Regions from separate parts of the Drosophila melanogaster genome. Here region 2 is linked to region 1. The links are chromatin contacts, called in public HiChIP or PLAC-seq maps. All regions are on one chromosome and are shown on one strand. The core of a region is the stretch at or near the end of the contact, and the rest is flanking DNA. Distances in the headings are between cores, read along the strand shown.

Evidence for each region. HiChIP or PLAC-seq counts read pairs in DNA pulled down with a chosen protein or histone mark.
Region 2: a contact with region 1 is called in a CP190 HiChIP or PLAC-seq map of the Kc167 cell line, with 2.9 times the contacts expected there. The contact joins two enhancer-like sites. A contact is called at or near these places in 52 of 107 Hi-C or Micro-C datasets (the Clone 8 cell line, the D17-c3 cell line, the Kc167 cell line and 19 more) and 2 of 6 datasets of contacts at active chromatin or transcription factors (both in the Kc167 cell line).

What each region holds. Positions count from the first base shown.
Region 1 is chrX:22,573,645-22,576,930 of dm6, reverse strand. No RefSeq gene overlaps it. Among named protein-coding and RNA genes, the nearest start is that of CG17601, 28 kb to the right of the region's middle. Within about 2 kb of position 1,625, at least 19 of the 39 cell types and tissues checked have an H3K27ac peak or open chromatin away from gene starts, as enhancers often do. A contact at or near this core is called in the Kc167 cell line, cellular blastoderm embryo, embryo and 6 more, where this site is marked.
Region 2 is chrX:22,651,247-22,654,375 of dm6, reverse strand. No RefSeq gene overlaps it. Among named protein-coding and RNA genes, the nearest start is that of lncRNA:CR44997, 4.5 kb to the left of the region's middle. Within about 2 kb of position 1,790, at least 30 of the 39 cell types and tissues checked have an H3K27ac peak or open chromatin away from gene starts, as enhancers often do. A contact at or near this core is called in the Kc167 cell line, cellular blastoderm embryo, embryo and 6 more, where this site is marked.

The DNA.
Region 1 (3,286 bases), core at 376-2,875:
GTTAACTAAGGACAACACTAAGAAAAAAAATTATCGGAGAAATAGTTTTCACGTCTTTATTCTTTTGATCTCAGCTTAAGACTAAAAATCAAATGTAAATTGGATTGGGGAGAAGCTGCAGTGTTTTAACAATATTTGTATTTCGGGAGAGCATTGCTCATTGATTCTTAAGATTAGGAAAAGAGAGAGCAAAGAGAGCAGTCAAATCTGTTTATGTCGGGCTTTAGGATGTTGACAAGAACGGCTAAGTGCCGCTGCCAAAGAATTGTTTATTAAAAACGGATGCTACGCAGATGGAATACATTGTGGAAATCACTTAAGTGCATAAGTGTTTACAGTTCTTTGAACACCCAAATAGGTCACAATATAAGTTAACTGGAGTCACTTACATATTGCTTATGTCAGAGTATCGGAGCTTTCGGGAGAAGAGCTAAGCTTTGCTGAAGAACGTAGGGTTATCCTAAGAGATCTAGTTTTTAATCATTAGTCGATATTTGGAGATATTATATTATATATTATATATATATATTATTAGATATTATATTATATATATATATTATATAATTATATTATAATTTTTATACTTACACAAATAAATATTGTCTAAAACCTTAACCAAAATTTATAACCTTGCGGTAAGATGGCTGATGATATCAGCTACTTTGTCTCTAGAATCTGTATGCTGGAACTCAACCTTCTAGCTTTTATAGTTCCTAAGATCTCGACGATCATACGGACAGACACACAGAGCCAAATTGACTCGGCTATTGATCCTGATCAAGAATATATATAATTTATATGGTCGGAAACGCTTCCTTCTGTCTGTTACATACTTTTCAACGAATTTAGTATACCCTTTTACCCTACAAGCGTGTATAAACACAAACTAAATATATTTCTCCGTTTTGAAGTTATTGATTTTGGCCACAAAAAGGTTTCTATAGTGAAACGTAAAAGTCAAGCCGATGACTCTTTCAGCCAGGCTGACAACATATGTACATATGTACATCTCCCCAAACTATCCATTAGTTTCTTCCAATTTCCACCATTACAAGCTCCCAAATTCGAGCTTCTTTAAACTTAGACCAAGTCCTAATACTTAAACTTAGAAAGGAAGGAGTTAGAAGATTTTATGTTTGCAAAGGCAACATTCGAAATAATGGCCCACATGTGGAATGTTATGCCTCGTTAAGCTCGTATTTGAAGTGCCAATCGAACTATGTTCAAAAATTGGCAGTGGCGGTAGCTCAGGATTTTTTCAGGGAGGAGTTTTCCTTGCGCCACACAGCTAGCAACGAAAGCATCGATAACAATCGACGTCTCTTGTCTCTACATATGTACGTACCTATGATCTCTAAGAAGCAGACAAACAAAGAAAGGCAAACAAACAAATTAAATGTACATAAACGACAAAATCTTAAAGTTCTCGTGGTCGCAGATGTTATGACATTGCGCACCCAACCGACCTAGGATGCACGACGGATTTTTGCGGACATCACCCATTATCAACACGTTGGTGTCGCTCCAAACGACTAAGACAGCTCGATCTCCCCTACAGTGAAGCATTTCGGCGCGGCTTCTTACACATACATATGTAAATGTAAAACGCAAGATATCAAAAGAGTGCCTAGCTCTGGCACTTCAGAGGAGTTGCCAGCCCTGGCTCAAGAGAGGAGTTGCCAGCCCTGGATTGAGTGGCAGGAGAGAAAGAAGGCAGTTCGGAACGGATCGGTGAAGGCAGGAAGGCAGAGAAGAGCGATTTTTTCACAGTCTACTGTGAAACAGAAAATGTGGACAATTCAGTGGAATTTAACGTTGATCAGATGCTGCAGTTATTGACATTGAAATTACACGTTGAAGAACAGAGAGAAATCAAAAGTACAAATTAATGTTGCCAATTTTGATAAAATAATTGGTTAATGTTATAGAAAATCTTTGCCCATCAGAAAGTGGGCAAAAAATGCGAATGCAAAACGAACTAGCAGAAAAGCAAAAAATCATACAAAGAACTGAGAGAAGAGCTTGAAATTAATGAGTGACTGAATATTGATGATAAAAAGCCAGAACAAAATCCTAAACGTGCGATCGAAAAAGGGAAATACTATCATTGTTTTAATTGTGGCTCAGCGAAGTATAAACAGAAGGATTGCGCAGCGGTTAGAAAATGTTTTGATTGCAACGAAGATGTACATAATTCAAGTAACTGCCCAAATAAAACAATAAAACTGACAGTATTCGAGATCTATATATATGTATATATATCACTCTCCAGCTTCGTTTTATGGTTTTTTCACCATATTTTTCAAGAGTTGATCAATGCCGACGTGATGCAGTTATACATGAAAAAGGTGCTCTTTTCGACATTGGGGACGTGGAACATCAAGCTATACAGCAATTAAAAGAACGACTCACAAACAGTCTCATACTGCAAATTTACACAGGAGATGCAGGGACAGAACTACACACTGACGCTTCAATGGATGGATTTGGAGCTGTGTTGCTGCAGATGGTGGACGACAGTTTTCATCCGGTCTATTATTGAAGCAGGAAGACCTCCGAAGCCGAATCAAAGCGTCATAGCTATTACATAGAAGTCAAAGCAGCATATTTAGCTATGAAGAAGTTTCGCCACTTGGAACACGGTTTAAGCTGATTACAGATTGTTTCGCTTTCAAGCAGGCTACTTACCAAACAAGACGTACCAAGAGAGGTTGGACCGTGGATAATGAACATGCAAGACTTCACTTTTACAGTAGAACACCGTGCCGCAGAAATATGAAGCATGTTGAAGGCAGTCGCTTTCCACAGTGTATAAGGGTTACTACAGATGCAATTACTGCATGTATTAATAAGGCCCAGCAGGTCGACGATTACATAAAAGCTGTCTGGGAAATTCTAAAAGAGCGGCAGTACTTTAAGGTAAAAGGCGATCTTCTATACAAGATGGACAATGTCAATGACTTGTTAGTGGTGCCAAAGAGAATGGAACAAGAAATAATACAGGATACAAAAATCTTGGAAAGCAGGAAGGTTTTTTAAATTGCATTGACAAAGGAGATACGCCACTACAAACTTTACATATTGATCATCTTGGACCCATGGATGCGTCATCTAAACAGTACAAGTACATTCTGTCAGCTGTGGATGGGTTTTCCAAATTTGTTTGGCTATACCCAACCAAATCAACAGGTCATAAAGAAGTAATAAAGCGGCTGAACGACTGGTCAAGTATTTTTGGCTTTCCAGCACGCATTGTAATTAATAGAGGCTCAGCATTTACCTCTAT
Region 2 (3,129 bases), core at 541-3,040, 77 kb before region 1:
CGCTTTTTGCGGTTCGACAGAAAGGAACAAAAAGGACAAAAGGAAAGGCTGGCCAATTTGACGTTAAGATGGAAATTGTGAAAAATTCATCAAATTGACTGCGGCGCATTTTCCCATTGAAAACTACGAGCAGGAAAAAAGTTAAAAAAAAAAAAACCATGGCCACCAAAGCTCCACCCCTTAAGTGACCAAAGCCAAGGATAATCCAGTTAGCCGGCACTTTCGCATAATGCTCAGGTAATTCCAAGCAAGTGTCTGCCTGAAATGGAAAACTTTAGAGGAATAATTTCCCAAGAAGCAGACTCAGCTGCCAGTGCTGAGAGATTCAGCGAGAGAAAATACCCTCGGAATGTCCTTTGAGTTTGAACTCGAGGCCGCCCAAATAACACGTATTCAAGAGAATTAGGTATGTTTTTATACCCGTTGCTCGTAGAGTTAAAGGGTATGCTAGATTCGTTGAAAAGGATGTAACAGGTAAAATGAAGCGTATAATGTATACATATATTCTTGATCAGGATCAATAGCCGAGTCAATCTGGCCGTATGAGCGTCTCGATCTTAGGAACTCTAAAAGTTAGAATTTTGAGGGGCCACGCCCCTCCTTAAACCTATATAACGCCCAAAACGGTCACGCTTACACTTTAGAAAAATTTTTAAATTTCTTTTCTCTTGTTTATTATTATACTAAGAAAACAGTGCGCATACAAGCGTAATTACAAAGATGTAAAAAATAACAAATTGTTTGTATTATTTAATTTATTTAAATTTGTTCTGGGAAATGTGATAGCATTTTGGATATTTAATTAGTCATTGGAATTGAAGTCGGTGTAAATTAATAAGGAACATTAGATCGAGTTAAGGGAAAAAAATATAAGTATTTCAAATACATAGAAAATCGCCAACAAGAAAATCATCTTTATTATGTTTTCAACAAAAGTATAGTTCATATTTTACATATATTAGAAAACATTTAAATCTTAAAATGGTCAACATTTATTTTCAAACGCAATGTGGAAGATGTTGCCAACGAAATGTTGCTAGCTTTGCAGCCTGAGAGAAAATTCAGCGGAAAAACGAGGCAGATGAAACGAGAGAATTTCCCGAACTCAGCTAATAAATGCTACAGATGCTGTTGCTGTCAGTTGTTGTCATTAACCAAGTGACTTATTGACTTACTTATGAACCTGACCTCACACACTGCCGCACCAACAATTTCCCTTTAAAAAAAAAAACACGGGGAGGCGGTGGTGTTGAATGGGCGTGAAAAACTCGCTTATTATTAGTATATCATGCAGACAAGAACGGCGGACTAGACCAATTGCTCTTTTATTGCGTGCTCCCTTTCCCATTGTCGGGGGACTAAGTCGAAACAAATTTGTTTAATGAATTGCTTTTTCGGTCTTTAATAACTGTGACCTTAAAATATATTTGTTTGAAAATACACTCTTCCTTCTTTGGAACCATTACCGTTCACAAAGGTATTTCCGCTTTCTTGACAATATAATATATGGGCGATGACAGCTTATTAAATGGGCTGTAACTTCATCGCAAAATACATTCTTATTTTTGTGTAAGTAAGTAATGTAAGTAGAATGTATGGGGTTGGAGTTGCGCGTGCGTGCGATCAACGCATTTTTCGCGAACTACATCGGCAAAAATTCGAATAGTTCAGAATATTGAACGAAATTTGCCTATTTTCCAGCTTCGTTTAAATTTGAGCTGGAAAAGGCTGCATACTTTTGGGCGCTGGCGGAAAGACTCAACACGAAATGTCTCTATCTTTTTCCCCTGTGCACAGGGGACAGCTGTGTTCTCGCTCTAGGCGCCTCTACCCGTCTCTTTCAGTGTGTGATGCCAACAGTTTGCGGCTTTGTTTTGACTTTTATACTTAGTTTGTGTTTACTGCTGTGTTCGTTATATTTATTTGCTGGTGTTGCCACAAGCGGTACTTAAGTGTGTTTACATTCGTGTGAGAGAGCATGTGTGTTGGCCACACTTTAACCGGATTATTAATGCTTGTCTAGCTGCCTGAAATTAATCAAGCTGACCATTCATTCATTCTCCACAGCAGAACGAAGGACGCATGAAAACCTAATTAGACTTTAGTGCCGGCACACTCTCTCAGATGGCTGCCCGTCCGCCCTTTCGTTCGGCTGGAAAAACGATGTGATAATTCCGATTGCTCGATCCAATTCCAACCTGTTAAATGGCGTTAAGAGCCCTGTTAACCACCCTGATTGATGACGGTTGCGCCATAATTTGTTTTGATGTATGTCCCGCTATTAGAAGGTCCTTCGATGACTTGCCATCCGCAAATAACCTTGTCCTTGGCTTTTGTTCTCTGGAACGTTTGTTTTGGAAGGGGCCCTTTTCTGATATCATCATTTCATTAGCGACAAATGCTATGCTGATGATATATATATATATATATATATGTATATATAATATTATAAAACTTCTCTCGCCATTAAGCGCGTGCACGAAAACGGGTGCGCCTGCACAAACAATTCGATATTTATTTAATAGCCCTTTCCTAATCTCAAGCTTAAAAGATTCTGGAATAACGAAAGATATTGTTGAACAAAATGAGAAAACTCTTGTTTCAAATTGTATGGGTGTGGCAGTTTTCGGAGGTTTGTGGGCGTTAGAGTGGGCGTGGCAATAATTTTTTTGGCAAATCGATTGAAATTGAGGAGACTAATAAAAATATGAAAGAATATAAAAATATTTTGCAAAATTGTGGGCGTGGCTTGCGCTGCGGCTATGTGTCTAGAAGCTGCAAGCTAAGTCTTAACATTCCTGAGATCGAAACGTTCATACGGACAGACGGACATGGCTAGATCGACTCGGCTATTGATCCTGACCAAGCCTTCTGTCTGTTATATAGTATACCCTTTTACTCTACGACTACTACTACAATTAATTGATTTAGCTTTACAGAAGCTGTCTATTTATATATACGATTCTCGTTAAAAAGCTATACGGACTGTAGTTTCGTTTTCATTTCATTTATGTTTCATTTATTTTGCAATTCGATCACAAAATGTCAACTTCCGGGAAGGGATCGGCTTTGATACCTGTTTTCCTGTCGCGTTTTCGCCGAATTTCGCGTTTTTCGGTCCCTCTTCAA